Linked DNA regions of Mus musculus: region 2 is linked to region 1. The links are chromatin contacts, called in public promoter capture Hi-C maps. All regions are on one chromosome and are shown on one strand. The core of a region is the stretch at or near the end of the contact, and the rest is flanking DNA. Distances in the headings are between cores, read along the strand shown.

What was found. Capture Hi-C pulls out chosen DNA fragments and counts their contacts.
Region 2: a contact with region 1 is called in a promoter capture Hi-C map of adipose tissue, with 2.7 times the contacts expected there. The contact joins the promoter of Sgpl1 here to the promoter of Ranbp2 in region 1. A contact is called at or near these places in 2 of 9 other capture datasets (adipose tissue and liver).

The regions. Positions count from the first base shown.
Region 1 is chr10:58,445,254-58,448,300 of GRCm38.p6, forward strand. Ranbp2 (RAN binding protein 2) reads left to right here and starts at 1,599. Exons shown (of 29, transcript NM_011240.3): 1 at 1,599-1,798. The coding sequence starts at 1,727.
Region 2 is chr10:61,145,561-61,148,934 of GRCm38.p6, forward strand. Sgpl1 (sphingosine phosphate lyase 1) reads right to left here and starts at 2,124. Exons shown (of 15, transcript NM_009163.4): 1 at 1,963-2,124; 2 at 698-771. The coding sequence starts at 724.

The sequences.
Region 1 (3,047 bases), core at 349-2,848:
TATAGAATAAAGAAAGTCATATAAATAAAGGTAAGCTTAACATATATCCTGATATATGAGAGATGTAGTAACAGTAAGGCGGAGAAGCTTTTTATAGTCCTATGACACTGCTGACATTTTGGGCTGTTTGCTGGTAGAAGCTGGTAGTCTGCTAAGTTAATAGATTCCAATGATTTTTAATCTATAGTTTACAGAATGTTAGTTCTGACACAGAGGTGAGCAAGATGCTGTTCTGGGACTAACCTAGTCCAAGGTAAGTGTATGCAAGGGCAAGGGGCACAGTAAAGAGACTGAAACGGCCACTCTTTGGGTAGACAAGGTAAAGTTTATTCCAAACAACAAAGGTTGTCTCTCTCAGGAAAAGCTGAGAGAAGGGAGATGGGGGAATATGTATCTGGGGAGGAGGGAAGCAAAGAGCCAGGATGCTGGCAAGGGGGCTTTGAATTGTATAACAAGTACTTGTAAGTATGGACTGGGGAGCCTGGGGGCTAGCGCAGAGCTGTAAATCCATTTCTGCCAGAGGTAAGGGAAATTACTCCTTTGGTAGATAGGAAACAGTTTCACAAGTTACTAAGGAATGCAGGCTTTTCCTAACCACTAGAAATCCTCCACAGTCCAGACTGAGTCTAAGTTAGATCCAATTTTGGAGTCAGTGGCATTTTTGGGGGATGGGTGGGGTACCCTTTGTATCTGACAATAAGGTATTTAACATCTGGAACTGCACCACTCTAACCTCTCCACTGCGGTTTTGATCAGTCTTTGCAGACAAAGGTTCTTTTCAGCAGTTGTCGTTTACGACAGTTTATTCACAATCTTGAGACTATTACTTAAAACTTTGTGTGTGTGTGTGTGTGTGTGTGTACATGAGGACGTGTGTGTGTGGGTTCTACGGGGGTCAGAACCCGGATTTAGATAGATGCCCTGGAACCGGCTGCTGAGAACTGAACTTCGGTCCTTCAGAGGACCAACAAGCACTCTTAACTGCGGAGCCATCTCTCTAGCACGAAGAGATTATTACTTTTAATATTCTAATATAATCTGTTCTGCTCATTGTTAAGTCACAAAACAGGCCCCTGAAGGCAATTGTTGCTGACAGCGTCCTAACGGCCGCCTCGATTCTTACCCAAACAGAAACCTAAAGTCATCATTTCTTAAAACCTCGTGAAGCCTGTTTCTGTTTGCCAGGAAAGCCACCACTTCCTCCTCTGCCCCTAACCGTCAACTACCCCGTGAGGTGCATCTCATCACGTAACGCTAATATTTCCACTCCGATTTATCTAAGCATAAAGACACTGTTCAACCAATATTAACCTTTATTCTGCTGAAACCGGAGGCAATGACGACGTTTGTCTCTTTAGAAGGAAATCAAGTGTTGACCAGATGCAGCACCCGAAAAGGTCGGATTTATTAGGGCACTGCCATTTTAGGTCCGCTTTGTGACGTAGCACCAGTGAAATCTATAAAGCCTTTCCCGGGGAAAGGGAGTTCGTCTCGATCGTTTGCGAAACGGTCACGTGGTCTGGAGCGCGGGCGTGGCGGGGTGACAGCGAGCAGGCGCTCCAGGCCGCAGCGCGGCGCACAGTGATGACGCGCGCCGCACGCCCTGTGCCCATCCGTTCGCGACGGAGCTGCGTCACCGGTGTTCGGCGCTCACCTCCTGGAGCCCGCAGTCGCTGTAGGCCCCAGGGCTGGTCTGCCGCTCCTGGGGAGCCTGGTCCGCGGCGCGATGAGGCGTAGCAAGGCCGACGTGGAGCGGTACATCGCCTCGGTGCAGGGCTCCGCCCCGTCGCCCCGAGAGGTAAGCGGGTCTGGTCCGGTGGCGGTGGCGCCGGTGTCATGGCTCCCGGCGGCCTCGGCTCCCCGCTGGAGTGGAGGCGGTCGCGGGCGGCGTGGCGCTGCTGAGCACCGGAGGCGTGGGGACTGCGGCCGCCAGCGTTTCCTCTTCATGGCTATCCGCGGGCCCACTCGGGCCTGGCTTCTTCGGCCTCCGCTCCGTAGGCCGTCGTGGGGCGCTCTGCGGGGTTCGCCCGCCCGCCCGCCCGGCGTCGTCGGTCTCCCGGATAGCTAGGCCCTGTCACGGCTGCCGTGTCTCGGGGGGAGGCTGACACCGCGCGGCGGTGGGCTTGCACGGTTGTGTGGGTGGCTCCACGGACGAAGCAGGGCGGGAAGGAAGGGCGCGTCAGCATAAACGACACGGAAGGCCCATAATTTAAGTCTTCTAGTGCTGTGCCCCGCTTCCCCAAACCCCTTTTGGAGGCTGCTAGTCGGAATTCCTTCTAGGCGGTAGTTGCAATACCTTAACATTTCTAACGTTATTTCGCAACGTGTTTTGTGTGTGTGTGTGTGTGTGTGTGTGTTTAAGATCATTAACGTTGTGTTTATTTTGGGTTCTTAAAGAGTGTTGGCCGGTGGAGAGAGATGTACAGAGGCTCTACAGTCAGTTATTTTTTGGGCGGGGGAGGGGTGTGTTGAACAATCAAGTTCTACCATTGGTAAACTAACTTGGTACAGTATAGACTCTTCATCAGTAAACGGCATTTTGACCTTGTTAGTGTTATTTAGTGTTACCGAGGATGATTCGTGTTAACATTTAGGGCAGACTTTGAGATACAAAGAGTCAGAGGGCTTCAATTTTTGTTTACAAACGCCCAATTCAGTTGTGTATATATATATATATATATATATATATATATATATATATTTTACATTCTGTCTCTGAGGGTTTTATGGTCATCTATATAAACCAAAGTTCATGAACATACAAGTCAAATGGCATAATTTTTGTTGTTGTTGTTGTTGTTACTTAAAGTCTCTTCTTTAGATGGCTTCTGCAGGTTAAATAATCCAGTCCAGCAAATCTACAACCCCTCCCCCAAAGCGATTTTAAAAGTCTCAAGTTCATTTAGTGCTGGTATGCCCAAAGTGGGAAATTTTACACCCAGTTTCCTCTGATGGATCAAAATCAGAATGCCATGGTACAAGAGTTATATGAAAGTGCTTTTGGGTTTCTGTCTATAAGGTGTACATTTTAGATAAATGTGTTTATA
Region 2 (3,374 bases), core at 874-3,373, 2.7 Mb after region 1:
CAAGGTCAGCTCCAGCTTCCTAAGGTGTTCTCAGACATCCTGTAGTGATATGCTGTCTCCAAGAGCCCAGCATGATGGTGCACTGAGAAGGTTGAAGGATTGCTAGTTCAAGGCCATCCTAGGCTACACTAAGAGCTTCTGCCTCAAAAAGAAAACAAGCTCATTAATCCCAGCACTCAGGAGGCAGAGGCAAGCAACCCTCTTAGAATTCTAGGCCAGCCTGATCTACATAGCAAGTTACAGGCTAGCCTGGACTACATAATGAGCCCTCCATCTCCAAGAACCAACCAAAAGAACCCAAACAAACAAACAAAAAAATCCCAGCACTAGGAGGTAGAGGGAAATGACTAAAAGTTCAAGGCCAAGTGTACCTGCTAAGTTCCAGGCCACCCTGAGTTCCAGAGGCAGCCATTGTTTCAGAAACAAAACAAAAGCAATTGCTCTAGTGGTAGGAGAAGAAAGAGAGAAAAGCCGTGAGCAAGGGCTGTAGAAAGATCCTCAGGGAATTTCTAAGTTCTGCATCCACCGTATTCATCCATTTATTCACCCCGAGCATTCACGCCAGTTTCCAAAGCAAACAAAACAAAAAGAAAAAAGTGGCAGCGAATGCTGAGCTTTGAGCAAAAGCAAGGCATCGGAGGGGAAGCGGTCCCATGACTCAGAGCCTTCTGAGCGAGAGAGAAAGGATCCGACTCACCAGCTTGAGGAGGTCGGTTCCGGGCATCTTCCTCTGCAGCCGGCTCCCTCCCCGGGGCTGCCCTGCCTCTGCGTCTGCAAAGGGGAAACGCAGCTGTTTACTCGGCAGCCCGGCCGGCGCTGCCCCTCCGCGGGATCCCCCTGCCGGCTTTGGCAGCGCTCCAGCCGACCCCGGCACCCCGGAGCAGTGGAGCCCGCGGCGTGCACGCGGGGACACGCCCCTTCCCCGGGCCCACGGCAGCGCCGCCGCCTCTCGGCACAGCGGGACCCGGGACTCCTCCAGCCCGGCCTGCCTTTCCCCCGCGCCCCTGTAGCCTGGCGCCACTACTCAGCCCCGGCCACAGACTCGAGCCTGGGTCTCTCCGACGCCCCACAGCAGTCGGGAACCCACACCCCGCAGCTCGGCTCCCCATCAGCCCGGACCCAGCCCCCTCAGACCAGGCCCGGCTCCCCTCAGCCCGCCCCCTCTTAGCCTGACTCCCTTAAGCCCAGGACCCTCTCAGCCTGGGCCCTGCTCCCCTCAGCCTGGGCCCCGCTCCCCTCAGCCCCGACCCCGCAGCCCCGACCCTGCTCCCCTCAGTCTGGGGCCCGCACCCCTCAGTTTGCTCCTTCTCAGCCCGGCTCCCCCTCAGCCCAGGCGCTGCTCCCCTCAGTCTGGGCCCCGCTTCCCTCATCCCACCTCTCCCTGTGCCACGGACCTGCACCCCTCAGCTCAGCTTCCTCTCAGCCCACTCCCTTTCAGCCTGAGCCCTGCTTCCCTCAGCCCGGGCACCGCTTCCCTCAGCCCGGCTCTCCCTCAGCCCGGCTCCCTCTCAGCTCGGGCCCCGCTCCCCTCAGCCCAGGACCCTCTCAGCCTGAACCCTTGCTCCCCTCAGCCCGGTCCCTGCTCCCCCTCAGCCCGGGCCCCGCTCCCCTCAGCCCAGCTCTCCCTCAGCCCGGCTCCCTCTCAGCTCGGGCCCCGCTTTCCTCAGCCGCGCTCCCCTCAGCCCAGCTCTCCCTCAGCCCGGCTCCCTCTCAGCTCGGGCCCTGCTTTCCTCAGCCGCGCTCCCCTCAGCCCAGCTCTCCATGAACCACAGACCTGCCTCCCTCAGCGCAGCTCCCCACAGCCCGGTTCCCTCCGCGCAGCTCCCCACAACCCAATTCCCTCTCGGCTCCCCAACCACAGCTCGGCCTCCCTCCTCTCCCCTCAGCCCGGGCCCGGATCCCTCCAGCTCCTCTCGGCTCCCCACTGCTCCCGCCGGGTCCAGCCCGCCGCGGCAGCTCCACCTCCTCAGGCTGTGGACCCGGCTCCTTCTTTCCCCGCAGAGGCTCCGCTGGCCGCCGCCCACCTCACGCGCCTCGGTTCTGCGAGCGACTCACTCGCTGGCCACGGGACCCGGGTTCCCCCTTCCGCCGCCGCCGCAGAGATTGGAGGTGCGCCGCCCCCGGCCCCGCCCCTCCCGGAAATGGCCTTGGGGTACCCGCCCGCCTCCAGGAGCCCGGGCCGTGCGCGCCCTTGCCGCTGTCGGGCGCGCGCACGTCCGACGCCGCGCTGGGCTCGGCTCGCCCCGCAGCCCTCCGCCCGCCTACTGCTGGGTCCGGGCTGTGGTGTCGGGGGAACTCAGGCGAGAGTTTGTGGCCAGGGCTAAGTAATGGCGCCAGGGTTGAGAGGCTCGGCGCCAAGGTTCGGGGCGCCCAGAGCCGTGTGGGCGTGCGCGCCGCCTGCTGGCCGGGTAGGGACTGTGTCTAAGCCAGATAGGGTGTCTAGGGGTCTCACCTTTCGCCAGCAGCTGGCCCTGTGAGTTTACAACTTCTTCAGGCTACTCTTTGTGTTTGTCTTTTGTTGCTATTGTTGTTTGTTGTTGTTTTGTGATGCAGGCTTTTTATACTAAGTTGCCGAGACTGGCTTTGAGGTCTTTCTGTAGGGCAGTCAAAGGCTTTGATCTAGGTTTTCTCCCGCCTCATCACAGCCTTCCAAAAATCTAAGGTGACATCTCTCTTAACAATTCTTTGTTTTGATCCAAGTTCTGACTTAGGTCATGCTGGCCCCAAACTGGTCCTGTATCTTAGGATAACTTTGAACTCACAATCTTCCTGCCAGCCACTACACTCAACAGTTTAGGGGCTGGTTAGTGTTTGAGACAGGGTCTCACTCTGTCGTGTAAGCTATAAACTGGCCTTGAACTTGAATCAATCTTCCTGCTTTAGGCTCCCAAGTACTGAAATTATACCCATAAAAAGCTGGTTATGTGAAGTGATTGGGGAGGGAGGGCTCAGTGAGGCTGGGTCCCAGCACCCACTTAAGATGGCTCCCAAACACCACTCCCGGTCCATGGACTCTGACATTGTCTTCTGGCCTCTGAGGCCATAAACACACACACACACACACACACGCTTACACATAAATAAAAATAAATGCTTGAAATAATTAACTTGAACCTGGTGTGGTGGTTTGTTCCTGTAATTCCTGAGGCAATTTTGAAGCCAACCGGGGCTTCAAAATAAGACCCTATTCCCCACCCCAACCCTTGCATTCTGGACACAATTGGTCACTTCCAGCCAGTGTCTGCAGACAAGACTAATCTGAGCAACCACCTAACCTGGGTCTTTAAAGGAAGAGCTTTGAGATTTTACTGTTTTAGGGTTTCTATTGCTGTGATGAAACACCATGACCAAAGAAATATGGGGAAGAAAGGGTT